Linked DNA regions of Gossypium hirsutum: region 1 is linked to region 2. The links are chromatin contacts, called in public Hi-C maps. All regions are on one chromosome and are shown on one strand. Each heading gives the region's core, a stretch centred on a gene start, on an enhancer-like site or on the middle of the called end of the contact. The rest is flanking DNA. Distances are from core to core; before and after follow the strand shown.

The links. A called contact is a pair of places that touch in the nucleus more often than the background predicts.
Region 1: a Hi-C map of hypocotyl shows a contact between it and region 2, with 4 times the contacts expected there. The contact joins two enhancer-like sites. A contact is called at or near these places in 5 of 34 Hi-C or Micro-C datasets (callus, hypocotyl and leaf).

Annotation. Positions count from the first base shown.
Region 1 is chrD02:44,067,287-44,073,008 of Gossypium_hirsutum_v2.1, reverse strand. No RefSeq gene overlaps it. Among protein-coding and RNA genes, the nearest start is that of LOC121215166, 38 kb to the right of the region's middle. Within about 2 kb of position 2,543, at least 5 of the 9 cell types and tissues checked have an H3K27ac peak or open chromatin away from gene starts, as enhancers often do. A contact at or near this core is called in hypocotyl and leaf, where this site is marked.
Region 2 is chrD02:43,882,159-43,888,054 of Gossypium_hirsutum_v2.1, reverse strand. No RefSeq gene overlaps it. Among protein-coding and RNA genes, the nearest start is that of LOC107907641, 18 kb to the right of the region's middle. Within about 2 kb of position 1,699, at least 9 of the 9 cell types and tissues checked have an H3K27ac peak or open chromatin away from gene starts, as enhancers often do. A contact at or near this core is called in hypocotyl and leaf, where this site is marked.

The sequences.
Region 1 (5,722 bases), core at 1,294-3,793, 180 kb before region 2:
TTTAAAAATAGATATTTAAGAGAAATTTAAGAAGAACTTGAGAGCAAATTGAAATTAAATTGAGAGAAATTTTGAAGGAAATTGAGAGGAAATTGAAAGGAAATTTGAGAGAGGATTAGTTTGTGAAAAAAAAAGGGTGGGGGTATTTATAGTTTTTTTTGACCGTTGGGGGGGCTTTGACCGTTGCAGCACTGTTCATGCGTGGGACAAATCGTGGCCACGTCAGCGCGCTTTGCTGACGTGGACGTTATTTGCTGGCGCGTCCCCTGACATCGCGCTGACGTGGACGCGATTTGCCAAAAAATGGACCAGTCCGATAAATAATTAAATAATGGGCCCATTTCGATAATTTTTCAAAAAAATGGCTTATATTGGTAAATTGCCCATGACTACTATACATTTGTGTTTTGTTTAACTTATTTCATAACATAATAATAACAATTAATATAATTATTAATGAAATTTTAATAAAAATATCACATAAAAATCTTAAATTTTACCCAATTTATGCCGCCTCATACTTGTGAATTGGCTTAATTTCCATTTTGGTTCTTTATACTTTATTTTAATCTATAATTAAACTTTTACCCTTTACTCAACTTAGTCCTTTTTGTTAATTACTTTAAATTAAGCTAACTTCACCTAATTAAAACCTAATTAAACACACTACTAAACTCATAGGTATTTTTAATTATTATCTACAAGTTCAATTTTCTAAGAACTTTTCCGATGCCTATGAATTTTGGGTCATTACATAACTTGTAACACCAACTCAATTTGGGGTTTTATTAATCATATAAATGTAAATATGAAACTAGTGGAGATAGTAAATTGTGCATATCAAGAAAAATGTATAAAATACATCAAAATAAAGCTTTAGTTGAGTGATAAATTTAAGGCTTTACTAATCTAATTGACATGTGGGTTCAAATCCCACCGTATTTTTATTTAAATGAAAAGATTAACATACTCTCGAATAATATGACTGACAGAAAACTATTTTTGTAATTTTCTAACCGAGTTGGCACCCGGTTAACCCGTGACACCAATTCAATCATGGGTTTTATTAATAGTATATATATACAAATGATGAAAGTAATAAAGTGTGAATAATAAAATTAAATTGTATAAGAATAACAAAATAATTCTTCAGCAAAGTGATAAATTAAAGGTTTTACTAATGCAATTGATTTAAGTTTAAATCCTACTTTATGCATATTTTTATTGACTTTTTAAAATAAAAAGATTAAAATACCCTTAAATAATATAATTTATTTTACTTACGAAGGAGCGTGTCTATAATTTTTCTAACCAAGTTAATGACCCGGTTGAGGGTGACACCAACTCGATCAAAAACTTATAATAATTTATTGACTTTATCCAATTTAATAAATTATTATAGGTAGAATAATTATTTACTATCTTAAATTTAAAATATACAAACTAAATTTTAAAGCTCTTTAAAATAGTTTGTAATGCTCATTGTCTTTTTCCCTTTTTCAAAGTCATTTTTATTAGAGGCTTAAAGATTCCGTAGAATTATTCAACAGTTGGGCATAAAACAAGATTTTTATAAATTTGGAATGATTGAAGTTATTATTTAAGAATATCTAAAATTTGAATTTAATTTTTAGATATATATATATTTATATAAATTCAATATGTTATACAGTTTAAGTATAATTCTATTCGGATTAAGATCATATTTAGATAAAATCTAACTATATTGATTCTAAAATTTGAATTTATTTTAAATATTGAGAAAAAATATTTACTTCCACCTTTTTAAAATACTTATTAATTTAATTACTGAATGTATAATTATTAACATAAAATTTTCAGTATATTATTTTGTGAAAAGTGAATTGAGCCCATGAGATAACTCAAATTTAATTATAATTTCGATAAAAGACAAAAAAAAAAGGAAAAAAGAAAATTGGCAACCCAACCTAACCCCATGATTTTCCTTTCGTTAATTTCTTTCTAAATTTTCATTATTTTCTTATTCTTAAATACTCATTGAACTATCTTATTACTCTTGGCAAGTCCTGTACCTCTAATGTTGCTTTCAAGTTTCTTCCCATCCTTCCTACAAAAATATAAACATAATGGTTATACAACAAAGTTAGGAATTAGAGAGATGAAATTATATTAATAGAAATTGAATTTTAATCATTAAAACGTCAACAAAAAGTCTTAATTACTGTTGACATATACAAAAATGAATTACCAGACTAGAGGAAAAAGATATTATAGGAATAACACTTGTTTTGTTCATCATCATACAGAGATTAATGAAAGCCGGTGGGCGATTCACATCATCATCGAACACCACACATGTCCCCATCTTTTATCAACTATGATGATCCAAAGGTTGATGTGTCTCCACATTTTCATTCCTTCAAATGCCATCTGTCATCATCATTATCTGATATGATTTGAAATGGGAAAGACATGACAATCACAATAATGCATGTCCCATATGATCTCACATCAGAGGTGGGTCCCTATCTTCTGCAAATGGTCCCTTTTCACAGTCCAAACAGCAACAGCCAGGGTATTTTCTATGTCCAGAGTCCAGACCTGGTCCCATCTTGCTCATAAAGTTGCCTAGTTGCACACTATTTATTTTCAAATCTTGATGAATAAGCCCCGCCATTTCTTATCATCATCCACCAACTTGAGTTTTTTAGAGGTCGACTGCAGTAGATTTAGGGTGGGTGCGAGGGGTATTTTTAATTTATTTTTTTATCTACTGTTATAATATTTAATTTTATTATTATTTATATTTATTATAAATAAATGTATCGCTCATCTAAATTCACTTTTAAAATATTGAAAATATTTATTCTTTTTCCAAATGCATCAACTTCCACTTTCATAGGTTATTTTCAAATTTTGTTAGTATGTATTTATATTTATACTAATACTTGAAAAAATATTTATATTATTACAATGCTTCTTATTAGTGACATTAATGATTAGGAAATATTAAATTTTTTTAAAAAAATATAATAATTATTTTTATATTTTTATATTATTACATAAAATCTTTAACTAAAACAATTTAAAACAATACTTAAAATAATCAAAAGTCTGAATATTGACTATGAGAACGATGAAAATTTATACATAAAACATTTATCGTTCAACCGTTAATTTGTCTGATGAATATTTTTCTTATAAATATATTTGTCTTACATAGTAAGTGAAACATGATTTAATTTATATAAATTTATAATATAGTTTGATGTCATAAATTAATCAAACAATAATTATGTAAGAAAAAAATTTAAAATACTTTTCAATTTATCCTTGAATTTTACTGTTCCATAAAAAATAAGTTTTATTATAAAAATATAATTATTTCAAAATGGGATGAATTTTTTATTATTTAAAAAATTATGATTATTTTTCTCTCACTAAAAGTGGTCTCACCATGTTAAGCCATAATTTTACATCTATCACATAATTTATTAAAGAGAGATGGGTGACATGTAGAAGTATCCGATAAAACCACTTTGTCAAGTGATGATTTGCACGAGATACTGCCATGGAACATCAAGAAAAATAAAAATTATATATATTTGAGAGTAAAAAGTATTTCATGTCCAACTCAAAAATATTTCAACAAAATAACTTTTCATGTTTTCTAAGTCATTTATATATAATTAAAAAAAAAACAAAGCTCCCATTTTTTGAATTTGGAGCATGTTAGAAAATTTTTAACTTGATTTTGTTTTTGCTTAATGGCATTTGGTGAAAACATGTAAGATACTAGTTTCACTACATGTGGTCACGTGGTATTTAAAATTAATTTTTTATATAAATAGTGTTCGCATTTGTCATATGTATATTATTTGACTTAACTGTATACTATTAGATAGATAAGCTATCCTAATTTTCTATATAAATTTATCCTAATTTTTTAAAATAAATTTTTAATTTACCATATTTTTATTAAAAACCCAAAAAAATTCTGAAAATAATAGAATAATATTTGATATACTATTAATAGATTTTTTAGACTATTTAATAACATTAGAGGATTAACAACTGTCCTATTAAACTATTTGTGAAATAAAATATATATTATTTGTGTACCAAATACTAATTATTTATAAATATACCAAATACTAATTATTTATAAACATTATATATATATGTATATATTTCGTTCACTCACATTATTCGTGTGATATAGGGTTCATTTGGTAAGCAGTGATAGTGGCTTTGAGAAAATTAAAAGTAGTCATTGTAATGAAATTAGCTATTATAATGTCTAAATTAAAATTAATAATAAGATATATGTTTGAACCCAAAAGCATTAGTGGCAATGTGGCGAATTTTAGTGAGAAAGGAAAATGCTCATTAAAGGAATTTAGATAATATATAAATATATAGTTATTTTTTTATTTTAGATTATAAGTTATTAAAATAAAAATCTATAGTTATTTTGTATTTTTAGTATTTATGTGATTGTTAGTTTTAAATTTATTCTTCGATGTGCTAATTATGATTTATTTTATCAATCACTTTATCCCAAGCAATTATGAAAGTGACGTGGCAATAATATATTAATAAGTAGCTGACACGCGGTATAATATTTGTTAAAAATTATATTTTTTCAATTTTCCTTTATTTACTTTTTATTTCTTTCCTTCTAACTTTTTAAAAAAACATTTGACTTTTTCCCATGTTATTTTATTTCTTCTCTTTGTTCTTCAAAACATGAATTCTGGTGACGGGAAAACCCATGTTTCACCAGAAAAATAATAATTTTTCAGATTCCAGTGATAAATCTCAAATTCCGACGACTTTTTTTTTTAAAACCTTAAATTTGGTTTCTTTTACCTTCCGAATCAAAACAAACCAAATAATATATTTTTTTTAAAATTCTAGATCAAACTTTTTTTTAAGAAAACAATTTTAAAAAACTTTAAGTCTTGAAGAAAATCCATGTCAAAACTTGCTTTTTAAAATTCCTTTTATCCAAGAAGTTACTGAGAAAAGAGACAAAAATACAGTGGAGTATTGATGGTGATGGTAATAAGGGAAAAGGTCACCATGGTGAGATTTCTTTTATTTGTGATGGTAATTTTTTTAAGGTAAAATAGATTAATAGTCACTCAATTTTAGTTCTAATAATAAAATAGTTCTTTAACTTTTAATTCAGTCACAGAATTTTAGAAAAATGACAAATCGGTAACTAACGTTCATTTTTCGTTATAGACAAAACAGAAAGTTAAAATGACCCATAACTTGCCACATTGGCCTCCCACGGTGGAAACTATCCCAATTTAAAAACCCTAGCTGGGCTGGGCAGAAGAAGAAAAAGAAAGAATGAAAGAAAGAAAAATTCCCTACTCAGGTCACATTTGATTCATCAATGGCGATCTCTACACCATCCCCGGTCTCTTACCTTACAAGAATCCGACCCTCTCTATCTCCCCCTTGTCCCTTTTCCTTTGCTAATCATTTTGTGTTTCTAGATCATTGAAAAACGCAAACCATAAGAAAGCCATTTTTTGTAATTTTTTTGGGGAAAATTTAAAATACGAAATAAAAAATCAAAGCAATCAAACGAAGAAGAAAGAGATATGTTATTAGGGTTTTTTTTTCAATTTTTTAAACCAAATACTCCTTAAAAAAGAGCACAGATCTATGTGAACAAATTCGGTCCCAAAAAGCAAAGAGAAACCCTAAATTTCTCCTTCGATCC
Region 2 (5,896 bases), core at 450-2,949:
CAGGTTTTAAAAGAAATGCATTATTTCATATGTTTTAGGATGTATGATAGATGCTAACTATAATTGTATTTAATTGTAAGCTTAAAATTGTAAGAATTTTGAAATTTTAGATTTGAATTTTACTTATTATAATTTATAATGATAGATTATAATCATAGGTATTTAGAAATATATTATTTGCAATTGATCTGTATTTATATTTATAATATAAAGCGGAGACTACGTACAAAAATAATATACTTCATTGGAGAAAAAAAGAACCAAGAATCCGTTTCGGGTATAGTTTCTTCCTATAATTTCAATAGATTGTGTGATCTCAATAAAAATCTGATAAGAATGGCAGATAAAAAGTTGATGGAGACTGATACTTGTTGATAAGGTTTGTAGGACTCCATCATCAAGTGGATAAAAGAACAAATCACGTGTATTCGTTTCTAGGTTGTTTGGATATTATATATGGTTAATTATATGATATATTGTTAGTGGTTTTTTAAGATTTTATTATATTTTACAATATATTTGTTAACTTTTAAACTGTTTTTTGAGTCTAAAAAACTGTATTAAATAATTTTCATATATATAAATATATATTATTTATAAAGCCCTCAAGTATACATTAATATATTAATAATGTTGTTGATTGAGATGGTGTTATAAATTAACTCGACACCAACTTAAGATTGATGACAACACTATGATAAATAATTGTATTCATTTAATAATCTTAAGTTAATATGTATACACGTGTTTAAATTTAGTTTTACTTGCAATTCAATCTAATTTTTTATTTTAATATTGTGTATATTTCATGTGTTACTATTAATTAGTTTCAAATCATACATTTCATTATTTATTGTATTATTTTTAAACACAAATATGTGTTATAAATATGTGATTTTCATACATATGCACGTGATAGAGTTTTGGCATGCTATTCTATATGTCTGTTGACACGAGTGTTAGGGTATACTTTCCTAGGTGTACTGGTCTCAAAGAAACAGAGGAAGAATTAGCCAATTTGAATATCATAGATGAGGAGGAAGTGGCTTTTCGAGAAGAGACACTGGTGGTGGAAGATGATTACAAACTATGTGTGGTGGGACGATGTCTGATTTATAGTGTTGCCTATTTCCCTTCGTTACAGAATACTATGGTTTATTTATGACACCCAATTAGAAGGACATTCATTTCAGATCTTGGTGAGAAAAGTATTTATTCCAATTTTTTTATGAAGTGGGCATGAACAGGGTGTTAAAGGGTACCCCATGGATTTTTAATAATCAGTTACTACTGATGCATAAGATCCAACCAGGGGAGAATCCGATGTTAGTACTACTACTATTGTTGTGTTTTATGTGTGGAAAACTTGGCCGTCAAAAATTGTGTTTGGCTAGGACATCTCATTGAATACGGCGGCGAAGAGGAGAAACGCAGTGGTTAGCCGGTGGCTGCATGAATCTAGTGGATTGATTTGCAAAAATTCGGATATGGAATGTGGGGGAAAATAGACGTAATATTTGAGATGGAGGGGGCCTGCAGAGTCATCGGTGGGATAACATGGACAAAATATATCCTAATCCCAATCTCATTCCATTAGGGCCTAGAATTATGTCGTCAAATAGGATCCAAATAATAAATAGTTTATGGATCATGGGTTGGAAAACAAATGCATGAATGTTGTTGGGCCTATGGACCTGACTATGGACAGGGATGAGGATCCCCTTATGACAATGGAAGGGATGAAAAGGCAACACTTAGTGGGGGAACCGTCTATTATTTTGAATGAAGTAGGAATGGACCATAATGAGAAATCAACTAGCTCTTTCATGCAGAGCAATCGAATTCAATGAAAACCCTAAGTTAAAACGTCTGTGGGTTGGGGAAGCCACGGGCTGTTAATCGTCTCCGGGATAAAACTGAGAGATGTTTCCCCTCGACTTTTGTTTCTCAGAGAAACAAAAATTAGTGCTAAACGAATGGAAAGTGTTCGAAGGAAGTGTGGTTTTGGCAATGGCATCGATGTGGGGGCTATAGGGTCCAAGGGAGGTCTATTATTAGGATGGAAAGACAACTATTTAGTTACTTTAAAGAGTTTCTCACAACACCATATTGATGTCACTATTCAAGATGATGATGAGGGATCTTTGTGGAGGTTCATGAGCTTTTATGGGAATCCAGAAGAAAGATATAGGAGCTTGTCATGGGACTTACTCAGACAATTCAGTCACGATCAGACGATTCATTGGTTGGTTGTAAGGGATTTCAATGAGATAACTTTTTCATTTAAGATGAGAGGTGGATGTTTCCTATCAAAAAGGCAGATGCATGATTTTCGTTCGGTGTTGGAAGATTGCAATTTAAGTGACTTGGGATTTATTGGTAGATGGTTCACATGGGAAAGAGGTAGGTTTGCATCTAATAATATCATGGAGAGACTTGATAGGGGTGTCGCAAATTCAGCATAGTGGAATCTATTTCTCGATTATACAGTTGCGTATTTGTATCACTCCAAATCTGATCATTGTCCTATTTTATTTGACACGAGGGGAGGTGCTCGGCGAAGGTTAAGGATGGGTAGTTATAAGTTTCGTTTTGACACTAACTGGTGTTTAGAGGAATCTTGTAAAGATGAAATCCGGTGAGGGTGGGCACTTTCATCAGAACAGGTGCTTATTAAGTTAGAAAAAACTAGGAGGACATTTACAGAGGTGGAGCCATCACGTTAACATGGATAGAGTGGTGGGATAAGGAATTTGGAATAATGACTATTGGAACTTTATGATCAGGACCCAGGGGATGATGTTTTAGCAAAAATTGCTGAGATCCAATTAGGTGTCAGTTTGGAAGCAAACAAGGAGGAATTGTTTTGGGAACAAAGGGCCCATGTCAACTGGTTAAAAAATGGTGATCGCAATATTAGTTTTTTCCATAAGGCTGTAGTAAGTCGAAAGCAGAGGAATAAAATTAGGGGTTTGGAGAATGGTGAAGGCAGTTAGGTTACTAAGAAAGCAGAGATGTTGCGTATTGCATTAGATTATTTTATGGACATGTTCACTGCATCGGATGCGGGGGATGACATGAGAATTTTGGGCCTAGTACAACGAAAGATTACGAATAGCATGAATGATGATCTTTTGCAGTCGTTTACTGAGGAAAAGATTCGGGCTACAGTCAAAGCAATGTCCCCTGTTCGAGCCCCAGGTATTAATGCGTTTCTCATGCTTCTTTATCAAAGGTACCGGCATATAATAGGCCATCATGTTACTCAATATTGTTTAGCGATTTTGAGTGGGGAGGTTGGGATGAGTGAAGTTAATAAAACCCATATCGTCTTGAATCCAAAAGTTGATAGGCCCAAAAATATGACGCAATTTAGACCCATTAATCTGTGCAATGTCATTTACAAAATAATTACAAGAGTCATTGTTGGACGGATGAGTGGGCTATTGGACTATTGCATAGATGAGGCCCAGGAGGCTTTTACACTGGGTGTGCAAATTTCAGATAATGTTTTTGTCTACAAGGTTTTACACTCGCTCAAGATGAGAAAAATGGGTAAAAAGGGAAACTTTGCGCTTAAACTCAGTATGAGTAGAGCATAAGACTGAGTGGAGTGAGATTTTTTGGTCGAGATGATGACAAATTTGGGACTTCATGCTGACTGGGTCACTTTAGTAATGAGGTTTGTTTGTTCGGTATCCTATACGGTGGGGGTAATTGATGCAGTCGGTGATCGATTTTGGCCTTCGAGAGGACTACAGCAATTTTTTTTTTTTTTTGCTATGTGCTGAGGGTTTTTCTACCCTATTGAATGTGGCAAAGTTGACTTGGGAAATGAAGGGGGCACAGATTGGTAGAGAAAGGTTTGTTCTTAATCATCTATTCTTTGCATATGAATGCGTACTATTTAGCGATGCCTCTAGGGCAAATGCACAGGTTGTCTGTAATTTAGTTTTGGAGTATGAATCTGTTTCTGGTCAAGAGGTTAACTTTGACAAGTCTCTTATATTCTTTGGTTCGAATGTGGAAGCACAAGAAAGAGATGCGGTGGGAGAGGTTTTGGGTGTTAGAATTGTGCAAGACCCAGAAAAACATTTAGGCTTGCCAATGATGGTAGGAAGGCAGAAAAGGAGAGCTTTTTTGCACCATGTTGATCGATTCCGTAAGAGGGTCGAAGGGTGGAGTACTCGATTTTTATCGGTAGGGGGAAGGAGGTCTTCATAAGATCAGGCTACAAGTGATTCTAGTTTATGCAATGTAATGCTTTCTCTTACCGAAATTATTGTGTCTTAAGTTGGAAGGTATTTTAAGTAAGTTCTGATGGTCCAATAACAAATCTTTTCAAGGTATCAGTTAGACCAATTGGTTATCATTATGCAAGCCGAAAGATTTTATGTTGGCGTATATTAACCGAGCCCACTTGTTTATTACCGAAGGGGTTTAAAGCCAGATATTTTCCACAAACAGATTTTATGTCTACAAAAATAGGTGCTTCCCCATCTCTTACCTAGAGGAGCATTCGGAGTGGGGAGCGAGTGAACATATGGAATGATTCATGGCTGCCTGAACGTAGGGATGAGAGGGTCCCGTGTCAGAACATTAATATCAGATTGACTACGGTGAACCAATTAATTAATGATGATACTGTTACCTGGAATGAAGATAGGATTTGCATGCTGCTTGGATCGGATCAAGCTGAGAGGGTCCTCAAAATCTTTTTAACTTTTTCAAGGCTTCCAGAAACAGTGGTGCGGAGGTATGAAGGGTCTGGTGAATACTCAATCAAGAGTGGGTTAAAACTCCTCCTTGAGGATGAATTACATAGTATGGGTGTTTACCCATATGACACTGCTACAATTACAAAATTTTACAAGAAAATCTAGGCACTACAACTTCCAACAAAGGTGAAAATCTACGTGTGGAAATTACATAACAATTATTTGCCTACTTTTGGGAACCTAGCTAAAAGAAAACTGTCAGTTGAAGGTGTTTGTCCACTGTGTAAGGACGCGGAGGAGACTGCTGAGCATCTGGTACGGTCCTGACATATCCTGCAGCAGTTATGGATGCATCTAAAGATTGCGGTGACTCCAATGATGGTGCCCTCATGTTACAAAGAATGGTTAGGCCAGGTGTTTATTAATGCAGATAACAAAACCAGGAAACTAATGGTCACATCTTATTGGGCTATTTGGTAAATGCGTAATTGACTGGTTCACGAGGGGATAAAGTGGACAATTCATGAATTGGTGGGTTTTGTCTAGGGGTATGTTCTGGAAATTGAGGCCATTTGGGCCTAAGATTACCAGTCCAGACTACTATGAAGGAATTGTGGAGGCCTCCAAAAAGGGGCAGCATAAAAATAATTTTGGATGCATTGTTTCATGTAGCAAGCAACGTATTTATCTCTGGGATTATTGCTAGAAATGAATCGGGTCAGATTATGGGAGCATGTACTTACCCTCACCTTGATGTAGCGAATGCGTTTTTAGCAGAGGCCTGCGTGTGTGAAAGGGCGATCACCTTTGCAGAAGAGATGACATTCCAGGATGTCCATTTTGAAGGAGACTCGCTGACAGTAATTAAAAAGATTAACTCAAGAGAAGAATATAAATCGGTGCTCAGGCCAGTTATCCAAAACATTAAGGATTATAAAGGGAATTTTGACAGGGCTACCTTTTGTTTTGTTCGTAGAAAAGCTAACGTGGCGGCGTATGTGCTCGCGAGCAAAGGTCGTCGGTACCAAGAGCCCATGTACTGGGTTGAAGAAGCCCCGGAGGTGGTGGATCGGACTGTGGCTGAGGACTGGGTTAAATGGCTTTGTGGTATGGAGAAACTCTATTTCGTACTCCATGAAGGTCACCAAAGTTTTTTCTCTCTGAAATCAATCGTTTCA